Linked DNA regions of Mus musculus: regions 2, 3, 4 and 5 are each linked to region 1. A link is a contact called in public promoter capture Hi-C data. All regions are on one chromosome and are shown on one strand. The core of a region is the stretch at or near the end of the contact, and the rest is flanking DNA. Distances in the headings are between cores, read along the strand shown.

Region 1 (2,797 bases), core at 197-2,696:
GCCCCCTCTCACAGCTCCATTGGTGGCAATGGCACACACTGAGAGGACTGTTAGTGCCAGAATGATGTAGGCAACCAGTAGCATCGCCAAGGCCTGCAACAGCCCAGCGTGGCCCACCACGAACCCTGCACAGGGGGAGAAAAGCAGGTCACAAGGGATGCTTATATACCTCTCCCCCTTCCCCCCATCCCACTGGCCAGCACAGTCCCACAGCAGAGCCACACACAAGGCCTCAAGGGGCCTTACCCTCCATCTGACCACATGTACTAGGGTCCATCCCTAGCCTTAGCCCCTTCCCAATAATTCCCTCCTCTACTCACCAATCCTCAGAAACACGACTATGCTAAACATGGACAGAACCGTGGGCACCACCACACCCAGGAAGGTGGAGAGCTTGCGGGATGATGGCACTCCAGATACTCCAGCTCCATTGGGAGGGAAGGCAGCCCCCTCTTCCCCCAGAAGCCGGTAGGCCAAAAGAGGGGAGCTCTCGCTGGCCATTGCTGAACGCCAGCAGAGGAAGCCACAAAAGGGCTAGGAGACCTGTAAAAAGAGGTTTTAGTGGCTGGATAGCAATACCACAGACCCTCTCTCCCTAAACAAAACCCTAATTAAACACTCAGTTTCCTCAAAAGGAGAGTTGCAAAGGATACACACACACACACACACACACACACACACACACAGGGCACAGAAACTCAAAACTGTCCCAGCAACTTCCCCACTCTCGGACCCTGGTGTTTAAATAATCAGGGTCCCTTTCAGTTCTTAGGGACCGTGTCATCCTCCGTGCCTCTGAAACTAGGGGTAGCAGTGAGTCTGCGAAAGGGACACAGATCCCCTTGTCAAATAGGTCTCGCCTTAATTGGCAACAAGAGGGGAAGAAGATCTCCTCAAAGGGAAGTTAGCTATTACCAGTAAACACCTCCTCCCAAGTCCTATGCTGCTCCTGTCGAGTACCCTCAATACAGCACCTCACACATGGGCAATAAGAAACTTTCAAAGCTCTCAAAGCTCCACCTTGTATCACCCCTGTCCCTCAACCCATCTCAATCCTGACCAGATTTTTCTAATCTCTACAATGAGCCCTCCAAACTCTATCAATCCAAACAGAGCCATCAATTGTCCAAACACAAATGCAGGCAGCCTAGCATCAGCCACACAGGATCCCCAGGGTCCTCCTCCCCCACCCACCCGCTCTTGTCCACTTGCTTCAGTAACTGGATGCCTGGGGGGGGGCGGGGGGGACAGGCATCTGGCTCCAGCCGGCCAAGTGCACCCTGCATCTGGGTGCCGCAGGGTGCTCACTCACCACCTAGGAATGAAGCTGCTCCGGTGTGATCCCAGCGCGCCTGTGGGGCTCCGCTATAAACCGAGGGGGCGAGGGAGCCGGAAAAAGCAAGCGGGCTACCGGGATGTCAGGCCCGGAGCCTGCCCTCCCCAGCAAGGCGTCCCATTGGTCCCGATTCAAGCCCCGCCTCAAAGGTGTGGTCTACACTCAAGCCCCGCCCACACTCTCGTACGCTGCCTTGCAAGCCAAACCGTTCCACGTGCGTCTCGGGTGTCTTTTGCAAGGTAGTGGGTCACGATCCTCAGAGCCCCCCGTTGCCAGGATGCTAGCAGATGCCCATGGTGAGGGTCTGACTGCACTCCGAGCTCCAGGACGCCCCCAGGAATATCTGAAAGGGGCGCGTGGCGACTGCGGAAAAGTGGAGTGGGCGGAACCGCGGCACCTGACTCAGGTACACACCTGGGAACTGAGAGCGACGTCGGTCGGCGCCTGCCGGAGTCGTACTATTTCAGCTTCTCGGGAGACCCAGAGTGCCTCGGGCTTCCAGCCTGGTCCCTTTCACATTCAGAGGAGACCCCCTCCTCGTCCAGTTTCAGCTCGCAGGCTGCGCTCTTCTCTTCGGCCACGGGAGGGAGCCGTGATCCTCCATCCCGACTCAGGTCCGGGTAAATAAGCAGGTAACCCTGCTTGCTTTTGTGCCTAAGATCCTGTAACTGTGAGCTGGGCAGTGGTGGCGCATGCCTTTAATCCCAGCACTTGGGAGGCAGAAGCAGGCGGATTTCTGAGTTCAAGGCCAGCCTGGTCTACAGAGTGCGTTCCAGGACAGCCAGGGCTACAGAGAAACCCTGTCTCGAAAAAAGAAAAAAAAAATCCTTTATCTGTGACCCCAAAACTCCAACTTCAACCCTTACAGGTCTTACCAACGACGCTTCCTCATCTATAAAACGGGACTTAAAAAAGACATCCCTTCAAGGAGAGCAGTTGAGAGATGAACTAACCGTGTATACTCGCAGGGGGCATGGGTGGGGGCGCTCTTTATGTAGACCGGGCTAGCCCCATTTCAATACATAGCTGAAGAAGACTTCGTGTTTCTGATCCTCCTGCCTATACCTCCCATGTGTTGGGATTACAGATAAGTAACAGCACAGCCTGATGCAAATATTTATTTTCCTAAAAGAGCACTGCCCCCACCCACCCCGAGATTAAACACAGAGCCTCAAGCACACTAAGTGATGCTATAGTACATACGAAGCCTTAACATATTGACTCTTTAGTCCAATACATACATATTCATTTTTCCCCTCACACGGTATTGTATTAAATATGCATAACCATTCTGTGAGTGCACGTTCTACTACTGTGGTTGTATTAGATTAGGGAACTGAAGATGGGAAGCTTTTTTTCTTTAGATTTTTTTTTTAAATGTGAGTATTTTGTCTCATGTATGTATGTGTACCACGTGCGTGCCTAGTGGCCATAAAGGTTAGAAGGGGTGCTGGATCCCAT
Region 2 (2,797 bases), core at 175-2,674, 1.6 Mb before region 1:
TGCTATTTAGGTGATCCCTGTGAAAAGGTAATCCAATCTCCCTGAAGGGGTGGTGACCCACAGGCTGAGAACTGCTGCTCTCAAAGGGGCTGCCTAAACTCACCCCTTCCTTTCTCAGATCCTCCTACCTACCCAGCCTGAAAGAATGGAAATCAGGGATAGCCATGCTGCCTTCTACCCTGGCATTCCTGACGTTTCATCTCAGGTTAAAGGTCGTCAGGCTTCCCGCCCTAAGGCCAGTCCCTCCCATCCACTCCCCTCCTGCAAGCACCTTTGGTCCAAAGCTTCCCCAAGTACTTTGCCCTGGTGGGTGAGCCTTGCAAGTTGCAGCCTAAACGAAGGGCAAGGGGCAGTGTGGGGAAATCAAGGCAGGGGCTGAGGTCATCGTGGTGATGGCAAAACTGGGAGACATGGAGCTGTGTAGGTCTCTAGGGAGAGTTCTAGTGCCAGCGTTCTGGGGAAACCTGGACACATGAGGCTAGGCAACAGTCCAATAGAGGCAAAGGTCTAACCTAGTCTCCTATTGGCCAGGCTCCACTATTTAGGTCTGTTTCTCATGCCAAAATAAGCTGCCGCATCCTCCTCAAACTCTAGCATGTGCCACCTCTGCCCAGTGACAGCCTTCCAGGAAGCATTGGTTTCCTTCTCTCTGGTATGGAGACAGAGTGGCCACAAACAACACCATCCTGGGATGGGAGGTTTTCCAGTGGTCGCTCTACCAATCCAGGAGGTCCTGGTACAGTCTGCCCCGCCCACCTCTCCCTACAAGAAAGAGCCACATGTACTGGGCCTCTTCTTGTCCCTAGGTGGGCGCTGTCCCTCCGTCTCAGATGGCTGAGATTTCCCCAACCAGGCCCGAATTTTACCTAAACTTGCTTCCCTGCGGCGTTCAGCAGAGTTAGCCAAGGGCGGGGAAGGCGTTGTCCGGCTGCAAGTTTGCAGGGTAATTGACCCAAAAGGCTGGGCCCCGTTGGGTTCTGCCTCGGGTGACTGCTCTTTAGGAAGGGGACTGGGTCCCAGATCGGGTAGCAGTGCAGGGGGAGGGGCAACAGAAGAGTCCTGATCAGTTTTCAAGGCCTTTGCACAAAGTCGAGATATCCCGGCACAGAGGGATCCCGCCCAGGCACGCCGGGGACGCGCGGGCAATCCGGGCTCCCATCAGACATTTAAGAAGAAAAGTAGGGGAGAGTCTCGACCCCTGACCCCTCCGAGCTGCCTTATGTGTGACCTAGTACTGCCTGACCCTTGTCCCCGAGACAGAGACGTGGCTCGGGGCTTGGATGGCCGCAGGGACGCTCACCTGGATACCTTGGAAGTCCTGCTGCAGATCCTCCCAGTTGCGCAGGCAGTCGCCCAGCGGGTCCGGGGGCGGGGACTGCATGTCTTTGTCCACGCCACTGGCCGCGGAGAGCCGCGAGTGGGGAGGACGGAGCTGCAACCCCGGCCGGCCGGAGAAGCCTCCGCCACCGCCCCCGTCCGCTTCCGGGCTCGCGCCGCCGTGACTGCCAACGGGAAAAGGCCCGGCGTAATCTGCGCGTGAGCCCCGCCCCTAGGAGCAGCCAATCAGAGCCAGGGACGAGAGCTGGGCGGGGACATGGGCCCGCAGGGCGTCTCCTCGAATTGAGACCAGAGCTGGGCGGCCAGCATTTTTACCCGAGAAGTCTGCTTCCTCGGACCACTCACAAACCAAGGAGACACGTGCTTCTAACACTTTGAAATTTTTAGATAGTGTCTCACTATGTAGCTCAGCCTGGTCTGGAACCAAGAAATACCCCTGCCTCTGACTCGCCGCGTGCAGAGATTAGAAGCGTGAGCCACCTCATACTCTTCATACACTTTTGTCCTTGAGAAGCTGCGCCTCTCTAGGGACAGCCTTCGTCTCTCAGCTTTTACAGATACTCCTTTCCTGGCCCTGAGTCCTCCAAGCTCTCCTCCGTCCTTAACTTTTAGGCTGCCTCTCCTAAACTTCCTACCGTGTCACTTCCGAAGCCTTACCAGTGCGGTTCAAGTTACAGACTCGGTACAGAACTTGCCCAGCATGCTGGAAGCTCAGAGGGCAATTCACCCAAGCACCACACAAAACATCAGATGCAGTGCGGGGCAGTAGTTAAAGGCAGCGCACGCCTTTAATCCCAGTACTTGGAAGGCATAGGCAGGTGGATCTCTGAGTTCGAGGCCAGCCTGGTCTACAGAGTGAGTTCCAGGACAGCCAAGGCTACACATAGAAACCCTGGCGGGGGGATGGGGGTGGGGTGGGGGGTGGGCCGGGGGGGATCAGATGCAGAGGCGCATGCCAGTGATGCAAACATTTGGAAGGTGCAGACGGAAGAATCAGAAGTTCCTGGTCACCCTCGCCAAGGACACGCACTCACTCTACCTACCACCCACATCACACCCTACATTCTTCATCAGTCCCCTTGTAAGCGCCTCCACCCGGACTTGTTCTGAGTCTGAGGAAGAGCTTTTGGGACTTGTGGCCCATGAGGGGGCGCAGCAGGTAAGAGTGCCTGTGGCCAAGTCTGGTGACTTCAGTTTGATCCCAGGACCCACGTTGTGAAAATAGAGAATCGGTTTCAGCAACGTGTTCTCTGACGTCCACACAGGTACCATGGCACGCCTAGACATCTAGAATAAAGCTGGAGAGAAGCTCGGCTTACGAGCACTGGCTGCTCTTACAGAGGACCTGGCTTCAATGCCTAGGTCTACATAGTAGTTCACAACCATCTGTCACTCCAGTCCCTGGCGATCCAATACCCATCTCTGGCCTTCACTGGTACCAGGCCCACATATGTGGTGC
Region 3 (2,797 bases), core at 184-2,683, 1.3 Mb after region 1:
GTGTGTGTGTGTGTGTGTGTGTGTACATATATGTGTTTGTGTAAGTGTATGCAGACATGTACATGAAGGTGCCCCGAAGGCCAGAAGAGAGCATACGATCCCTTGGAACTGAAGTTACAGATGGTTTTGAGTCACCTGATATGAGTGCTGGATTTGAACTCTGGTCCTCAGGACAGAACTTTAAACGTTCTTAAGCCATTTCTCCAGCCTGTTAGCTCTCTTAGTCAGGTTCCTCCAGCTGTCCTTACTGAGTATTGTAAACTCTGCTGGTTCTGTCAATCAACGACATGCAATTTATCCTTTTACTTTTTTTCCTTGCTATATACTCAGTAAACACATTTATTCAAAACCCCAGATCATTCCCTGGACTACAGAGAAAAGCAGGTTACGAGGACTTGATACTGCTTACAAGTCACTTGACTAACAAAAGGTGCCGAATAGACACTGATCTCCATCTCCTCTTATTAGATGTTGCTGAGCTTACAAAAATATGTATAGAGCAGTCCCTTCTACTTCCTGAGACCAGGAAAGTCATAGCTCTCAAAAGGATTTTGTAGCTGTTCTGAGTGGAGGCAAGCTAGAATCTAAATACGTTTGAAGATCTTGTCCCAATAGCACATAAAAGTCATCAAGTTTTCACTGGTCAGATTATAAAGATATTTTAGGTGCAATGGGTCATTGCAATCAACATCACGTGTATTCATTTATTTCAAGTCAGGGTTTAGATATGCGTCCCAAGGTGCCATAAAACTCATCCTGTAGCCAAGCTGAACTTGAGATTGCGATTTCCCTGACTCTGTCTTTCAAGTGCTAAGGAGTACATACAGGCACGCGCCACCAAGGTTGACTTTGCCTGCAATTTTTAATCTGAATATAAGAAAACTTTTACAAGTCTCTTTCCATTTTGAAGGCAAAGCTAATGAGAGCAGATTTCAGAAATTTTGAGATGATTTTGAAAACGGACATCTTCCCATTTGTTTATTCGACTAAACACATGTACACATACTTAACTCATAATCACATATGACTTTATGTATAGAATTAAAAGCAAATGTGAGCTGTGGTCCAGAGAGGACTTTAGCAGGCTAAAAGCAACGCGTATGGACCTGAAGGCATAAGGTTTTAACAGAGGCTGAAGTCTTTGTGCATATACGCGACAGGACTCGTGGCTACCCCATAGCTGGAGAAGACCGAGGGTCAGGCCTCCTATAGAAGTCCAAACTTGGAGACGTGACAGGAGCCAGAGTCCCCAACAGCTGCAGCTAAGAACCTGTTAACCTGAGCTCCTTCAGCTGTGAGCTGGAGCCAACTACTGTCTTTCAGAGGACAGAGAACCTGAAGCTCTGTCCAATCAGAGGCCCTAGCCTCAAGACGTGCCCAATCAGACACACAAACGGAGGGTAGGGGCGGGCTTTGGCTGTCAACCAGCCTTTGTCTGGGACCCTCCATATTGGAATCACTGTATGCTGCTAGGGAAGCTGTTGCTCAGCTTCGGTGGCGCGGTGACGCTGTAAGTGCTGGGCGATGGTGAGAAGACGCCAGCGGCTCCCAGAAGTGGACATGGTGAGTGTACGTGTGGCGCCCGGAGGTGACAGTGCGGGAAGCGCTGTGGCAGAGCAGGGTCTGCGGTGAGGCCTCCTGGGCAGCTGATCTGGATCCCCTGGGCTGCGGGGTTGCTGGAGCCTGGGCGTCCTGTCCTTCTACCTGAGGGTTCTGGCGCCTTTTCTGAGCAGCTCTGCTCTGGCTGCCTGTTTGCTCCGGATCATGCGTGGCGAGGACTTGGTGGATCATCAGGGGAGAGTCTCTGAATGTGACGGTCATTCACTAAAGGAACTATGTTTTCTAGAATCCCCAGTCCCTTCGTTCTCTCCGTGGCCCACCTAGCCCGAACTTCACAAATGAATGGGAAACAGGGTCGCAAACCCAGAACCTAAGCCAGCTCCACTGCAGTCTACTACCTGTTCTTCCACATCCTCGCCCACACTCCCAACACGAAAATTTCCCCTTTCACCCATTTTGTATGGTCCTGGGCTTACTACAGGTACTCTGCAGAGCAGCTGCACTTTTGAAAGCCTCCCATTTATTCCAAATGATATATTTTCCTTATGGTAATCTCAAACCAATATTTTTTTCAAAAAAAAAAAGTTTTGTTTTCCTCCAGGTACGAGAAAAATTGATTTTTAAGTGTGTTTGTGTGTGTCTGTGTGTGTCTGTGTGTGTCTGAGTGCACCAAATGAGGGCAGTGCCAGAAAATGGCGTGTGATTGATTCCCCTGAAGTGAAGTTACAGCAGGCTGTGAGTTTCCCCATGTGGATGCTGGGAACCAAGCCCCGGGTCCCCTGGAAGAGCAGCAATTGCTCTTAACTGCTGAGCTGTCTCTCTAGTCCTGAGGATGTTTGTGTGTGAAGAGAGTAAAGTAGAGAAGAAACCCCTGAGTCCTTGTTTTAAAAAGACTGTGTCTTCTGTCCTACCCCCCCCCCCCCACTCTAGGCTAGGACAATTTATGAGAATACCTTTGTCTACTTCCCCCATAGGAACTGTGAGATGTCCTCATCCCCACCTCCATGTCTTTTCCAGGTAGTAGGTTTCTGAAGTGCCTGAACCGAAATGCTTATAATCGTCCCGTCTCGGGTCTCTTGGAGTATTTAGCAATACTGAGTAGACCTGAAATGTGGGGTGAACTGTGGAAGAGTGTGATGGAAGTGCCAAGGCCCTATAAGGCTGCCAAGAGGTCCAGTGCTGCTCGTTGTGTGTGTGTGTGTTTTCTACTACATAGTAATTAATTTCTAATTAACTA
Region 4 (2,797 bases), core at 105-2,604, 1.2 Mb before region 1:
ACAGAGCAAGTTTCAGGACTGCCAGGGTTGCACAGAGAAACACTTGTCTTGAAAAACAAACAAAACCAAGACAACAACAACCAGAAGCAGCCAGGCGTGGTGGTCCATGCCTTTAATCCCAGCACTCGGGAGGCAGAGGCAGTCGGATTTCTGAGTTTGAGGCCAGCCTGGTCTACAAAGTGAGCTCCAGGACAGCCAGGGCTACACAGAGAAACCCTGTCTCGAACCCCCCCCCCAAAAAAAAAAAACAAAAAAACAACCAACCAGAAGCATCTTAAGGAAGGGTATACAATGCAGATGTCATAGCAACAGGATTCCCAGGCAGCCAAGCACACTGCATCTGCGCCAGGAAGCTGTAGTCTGACTCCTGAGCCTCTAGGATGATGCCATACACGTCTGTCTTCCTCAGTCAAATCTGTCTAGAATCCCAAAGACAACCAAACGTTCTTTATTATGGTTATGATTATTATTCTCTATTGTGAGTGCACACATGTGTAAATGCATACCGTGAAGGGAGGTCGGAGAAGTCTGTTCTCTACCACCACGTGGGTTCTGGGGACTGAATTTAGGTAATCAGATTTGGTCACACTCCCCCTTGCCCACTGGGCTGTCTTGCTGGCCCCTCCTAGGGGTTTGTTTCTAGGATGATTCTAAATTTCATCCGGTTGACAAGATGAGCCATCAGGGAGGCTGGAGAAATGGCTCAGCAGTTAAGGGTCTTACTGCTCCTGCAGGGGACTGGAGTTCGGTTCCCAGCACCCACTGGGGCAGGGGGGGCTCACAACCACCTGTAACTCCAGCTCCAGGTGACCCAACCCTCTTCTGGTCTCCAAAGGCACCTGCATATACGTGCCCATACAAGATATGCAAATAAAAATCTTTAAAAATAGGAAAAATAAAAGATTGCTACAGAGACCGCTGAAAAATGGCGAGGTGCAAAGCTTTCATCGTGTTTTTAGTTACCTGTGTGCTCAAGAGAAGATGCGCTGGTACCCCAAGCTCCTCCCCAACCTTTACATCCCTTCTTGCTCCACTGGTCCTCATCTAGAAGGCCTCATAAGTCCGCCAGTGTCGGCCCACCCGGGGGTCCTGCAGCAGCAGCCCACTTAGACTCTTAGTCCCATTCAGTCGGTACCGGGGAGCCAGCTACAGGTGGCTCAACTCCGGGCGCGGGAGCACGCGCCAAAACACTCAGCATGGACGCCTCGAACAAGGGTTCTAAACTGACGCATGCGCACGGCTCGCCCTCAGCCTTGCCTGCGCCTGCATTAGGTCATCCGAGCCGCTAGGGGGCGGGGGCCAGGTGCTTACACTGATTGGCTGCGGCTGAGAAATCCGGAAGTGGTCGCGCTTCGGGGCTCTGTTGGCGGAAGGAGACTGTGGGTTGGTGTCGGGGAGCGAGAGCGCGGCGCTAGGATGAACGCTCCTCCGGCCTTCGAGTCGTTCTTGCTCTTCGAGGGCGAGAAGAAGTAAGTGGAGGCCGGCGGAGGCGGGGACGGTTGCATAGGAGCCTGCCGGCCGTCAGCTCCGCTGGAGCGCCGCACTGCTCCTGTCTGGGGAAACCGAGGCGGGAGGCGGGCTTTGCTTTGAGTCTTCCGTGCTGCTCAATGCGAGTCTGCCCAGCTTCAGGCAGCGGCGCGAAGCACTGGCGCGTGCATGCATTTTGCAGTGGGAAATCGGAGGCTCTGGGACATGGAGTGTCTTGCTCCAGACACTTGGTTCATGATGACAGCTGTGAAGGGACAGAGACACAGCTCTCTTACACTCCTCAGCAACCTGAGGGTTTCTCCTAGATTTTCAGGGATCCCGACTTAGGCCAAACCCGGGTTCGTGGCTCCACGCTAAAAAGAATTTCAGGACTCTTCGGTTTAGTGAAGCAGGATTGGTGGGTTTTTAATTAAAGATACTTTAATATGGGCTTAAGCAGGAGGGTTCAGAGGAAGAGAGCGCTAAGAAAGTAAGACAGACGCAAGTTGGGTCTGTGTGCATTCAGAGAGCAGGGGGAAGTACTTTGCACTCGAGTGGCTACAGGTTTAGAGATTAAGCATCTAATTGTCTTTTGGAGGTAGGGTTTCTCTGTGTATCCTCCTTGACTGTCTTGGAACGAGCTTTGCAGACCAGACTAGCCTCAAACTCAGCGATCCACCTGCTTCTACCTGGGATTAACGGCCTGAGCCACCGGCTCTGGCTTTATGTAATTGTCTTAATGGTAGCCAAATACACTCTTTTGATGACTCAAAGTTTGCTACGAACCCTTCTCTCTTGTGTAACCCTTCTCTCGTGTGTGTGCCCCTTCTTGGAAGTCAGCTTAGTCTCTATCTCAGTGGGAAAAAGGTATGGAGGTGTGCTAGGAATCGTTTGTGAACCCCAAAAGATCATTAAGGAGCCGTTTCCATTAGGGTCTCTTTATCACAAGCTCGGGCTTGGGCTCTCCTCCAACCCAACCCTGACACAACAGGACAGGAAGAGAAGGCAGAGCAGCCTTGAACCCAGGACAAGGTTTTCTAGGGAGTGGGAGTGACGGGGTATGGAGCTTGGCAGGTATCTAACTGAATGTCTGTTGTAAGCTGACAGGTGGTGCTGTGAAGGGAGATGAACAATCACAAACTATCTGAAAGTAGATCTGAAGCAACCAGACTAATCTTTGATTAACTGTTGCTAGGGAGTAACTCTGGGGTATGGGCCAAGGGACAAGCCGTGAGGTCCTTCCTGGTACTTGGTTGCATCTTGGGTTCTGCTGTAGGTCAAGTTCTCAGGCTTTTTTTGCGGGGGGGGGGGGGGGTTCAAGACAGGGTTT
Region 5 (2,797 bases), core at 161-2,660, 1.2 Mb before region 1:
CCTTCCTTCCTTCCTTCCTTCTATTTTAGTTGTTTGGTTTTGTTTTTTTGAGACAGGGTTTCTCTGTGTAGCCCTGGCTGTTCTGGAACTCACTTTGTAGACCAGGCTGGCCTCGAACTCAGAAATCTGCCTGCCTCTGCCTCCCAAGTGCTGGGATTAAAGGTGTGCGCCACCACGCCCGGCCCTTCCTTCTATTTTAGATAGGGCCTTATGTAGGCCAGGTCAGCCTCCAACCAAAAATATAACCAAGCATAGCTTTGAACTCTGGATGCTGCAAGGGCTGAGATCACACACCTGCTTTGCATGGTGCTGGGGTTAGAACCCAGGGTTCCTGCACGCTAGGCAGATTTTCTAGGGGTTCCATCCACAGCTCCCGCTGATCCCCTTTCTATTTTTGGGTTTGTTTTGAGACAGGGTCTTGCTGTGTAGCCCAGGGTGGCTTGGAACTTGGGACTGTCTCACCTAATCTCCTGCGTGCCAGGATGGCAGGCATCACCAGCTTCTGTCACAAGTCCATTCCTTATACTCAGAGGGCCTATCTTGGTCCAACCCTTGCCCCATGGGGAGAAGCAGAGTCTGGCCTACAAATTCCAAGCTCAGGCCAGAGGGGGCGGTGAGACAAGATGGAGCCCATAAGTCTGTCAGATAGCACCCACCAACTCTAAGATTGCTAGGCAGACTGAACCTTTTTTTTAAAAAAAAAATTATTATTATTATTAAAATGAGGAGCAGCAGAAAGATTAGGTCTGACAAAAAAAATTAAAAAAAAAAAAAAAAAGCCAACCCACGGCAAGGCTGTTAGACGAGCATTTCTCTTGCCAGGTTTGTTTGAAACTGTCTCAGGCAGCAGGTTATGGAGTCTGCCTGTTTTAACTTCCTCTAAACATCTGGGGCACGGGAACTGTGTCTTGTCACCCACGCGCCTGAGAGGTGGCAGTGGCCTGCCAAAAGCAGCCACCTGCATCCCTGTCCTATACTCTAGGGAAGTCCCTGCGACTGCAGGACCCGAGAATCAGCTGGCAGCCCCGCGCGATCCAAGTCTTCTGACACTGCACTCTACCAAGGAAGTCAAGGGATTGGGGTCACCAGGCCATCCCTCTGCCTCTCATCAGCCTGTCCCTTCCTCTCCACGCCATGCCTGCCCAGGGAGAAGCTCCATCTCCTCCTGTCCAGTGTCCCTGATCCAATTTCCCCGCGCCCCTTAGCTAGGAGGGGACCCTCTCCTGTTCCCCTTCAGACACCCCCCCCCCCCAGACAAGGATGGACGGGCCCACCCGCGGCCGAGCACTCACCCTGACTGTCCAGCCCTCAGCGCGCTTGGCTCCAGCTCACGGCTCCGGCTCGTGGCTAGCGTCTGTGTCGCGGCCGGGTGGCCCGGCGGCCGGGCCAGGGCGGAGGACCGGCCCCCTCCCTCTTTCCGCCCGCAGCCGCTGCCTAGGCAACACTGCGCCGCCGTCACGTGACCCATCCGTGGGGCCCTGCCGCGGACCACGTGACCTGAATAGCTGGTTGGGGACCGACCCCTCCTACAAGATCTAGGGGTCTTCACTTCACAAAGTGCTATCATCCTCGTGGGACCCAGGTGGGTGGGTCCAGGCGTGGGAGAGCGCTGCTCCTAGCGAGTGACACTAGGGGATACCCAGCATCTGTCGTGGGCAGCATAGAGAGGTGGGGACAGGGTGTGAGTGTTGCAGAGTGGGTAGAGGCGTGCAAGAAAGGCTCAGCCTGGCTATATCCTGGTTTTCTCAGCTTGTGCAGTGACACCATTCTACTGTGGTCACGCAGGTAGGTGGCTCTTGGTTCCAGCAAGGCTGTGAGAACCAAACAATGCAAGGGACATGTTCTCATTGCTGAGCTCTGGGCACCTCATGGATGGCAGAGAAGGGTCGTTTGGACGCTGCGGCGAGGCATGCCCTGGCGAACACTGAGGTTTTACAACTGAGAAACTCAAACAGGAACGGCTCTGCAGGAAGTATACACTAAGTATACGCTCAGCGCCCCAGTGGGTGCCTCGTGGCCCCTCAGAGTGCTCCCTATTTGCCCGGTACGCTTCTGCTTGCACGCTCTATATAGGATTTTTCCATCTGTCGCAAAAGCATCAGACTGTGACACATTAACCCAAAGGAAGGAAAAATTCCACTCGTATCCAAATTTCCTGACAACTGGGAGTGTATAGATGTGACTGTTAGCAGTTTCCGCTTGGGTTGCCAAGTCAATTCACTTAGGATAGGTGAAAGCAACTCCTCCCTCCTGGCGCTGACCCCTCCTGACAGCGTGGGCCATCATAAGGCTCCACGTGTGCCTACATAAGAGGGTCTGAACCTGCGGGAGCCACGCACTCTCAAGGCAACTGCCTGGCGCCTGCAGAGCTGAAGTTTGAGTAAACGAAAACAGGAAGGAGACACTTGGTAAACTCCAGCCATTGCATCATGGATGACACTCTTTCAACAAGGGGTTTTTGCTTCTTGCGGTTATTAGGAAGCTTAGCTTTGGAGTAGGACTTTCCAGCGCCAGGCACTGAGGTTCCTCCACCGCCAGCACAATTATCTGGCATGCCTGGGCAAAAATGAAATGCCAACTGTAATTACCAGTCTGCCTAGGAGCCGCTTTGCTAACCAAACACAGGCAACAGCCCTTACTGTTGTTTGACTCACTTCCTCCTTAGAAGGGAGGAAGCCATGGTATCTGTCCTGTTGGAAGGAGGGTCGGAGGTTGGAGGATCCACAACCCCTGCCCCCTCTTAGGATCCCAGGGAGCTGACTAGGGGTTACCCAGAAGGTTCAGGTCCAGAGCAGTC

The links. Promoter capture Hi-C pulls out the DNA fragments that hold promoters and counts their contacts.
Region 2: a promoter capture Hi-C map of neutrophils shows a contact between it and region 1, with 4 times the contacts expected there. The contact joins the promoter of Tmem120a here to the promoter of Slc12a9 in region 1. A contact is called at or near these places in 1 of 39 promoter capture datasets (neutrophils) and 1 of 115 datasets of contacts at active chromatin or transcription factors (pancreatic cancer cells).
Region 3: a promoter capture Hi-C map of pre-B cells shows a contact between it and region 1, with 5 times the contacts expected there. The contact joins the promoter of A430033K04Rik here to the promoter of Slc12a9 in region 1. A contact is called at or near these places in 3 of 39 promoter capture datasets (hippocampal neurons, liver and pre-B cells) and 1 of 484 Hi-C or Micro-C datasets (B cells).
Region 4: a contact with region 1 is called in a promoter capture Hi-C map of liver, with 3 times the contacts expected there. The contact joins the promoter of Polr2j here to the promoter of Slc12a9 in region 1. A contact is called at or near these places in 2 of 39 promoter capture datasets (hippocampal neurons and liver) and 1 of 115 datasets of contacts at active chromatin or transcription factors (astrocytes).
Region 5: a contact with region 1 is called in a promoter capture Hi-C map of hippocampal neurons, with 5 times the contacts expected there. The contact joins the promoter of Orai2 here to the promoter of Slc12a9 in region 1. A contact is called at or near these places in 2 of 39 promoter capture datasets (the 3T3-L1 cell line and hippocampal neurons) and 1 of 115 datasets of contacts at active chromatin or transcription factors (pancreatic cancer cells).

The regions. Positions count from the first base shown.
Region 1 is chr5:137,332,136-137,334,932 of GRCm38.p6, forward strand. Slc12a9 (solute carrier family 12 (potassium/chloride transporters), member 9) reads right to left here and starts at 1,447. Exons shown (of 14, transcript NM_031406.3): 1 at 1,313-1,447; 2 at 321-543; 3 at 1-125. The coding sequence starts at 501.
Region 2 is chr5:135,742,748-135,745,544 of GRCm38.p6, forward strand. It overlaps Tmem120a (transmembrane protein 120A), which reads right to left and starts at 1,425. Exons shown (of 12, transcript NM_172541.2): 1 at 1,301-1,425. The coding sequence starts at 1,381.
Region 3 is chr5:138,621,426-138,624,222 of GRCm38.p6, forward strand. A430033K04Rik (RIKEN cDNA A430033K04 gene) reads left to right here and starts at 1,434. Exons shown (of 4, transcript NM_183025.2): 1 at 1,434-1,563. The coding sequence starts at 1,525.
Region 4 is chr5:136,115,337-136,118,133 of GRCm38.p6, forward strand. It overlaps Polr2j (polymerase (RNA) II (DNA directed) polypeptide J), which reads left to right and starts at 1,355. Exons shown (of 4, transcript NM_011293.2): 1 at 1,355-1,469. The coding sequence starts at 1,417.
Region 5 is chr5:136,169,246-136,172,042 of GRCm38.p6, forward strand. Orai2 (ORAI calcium release-activated calcium modulator 2) reads right to left here and starts at 1,411. Exons shown (of 3, transcript NM_178751.3): 1 at 1,293-1,411.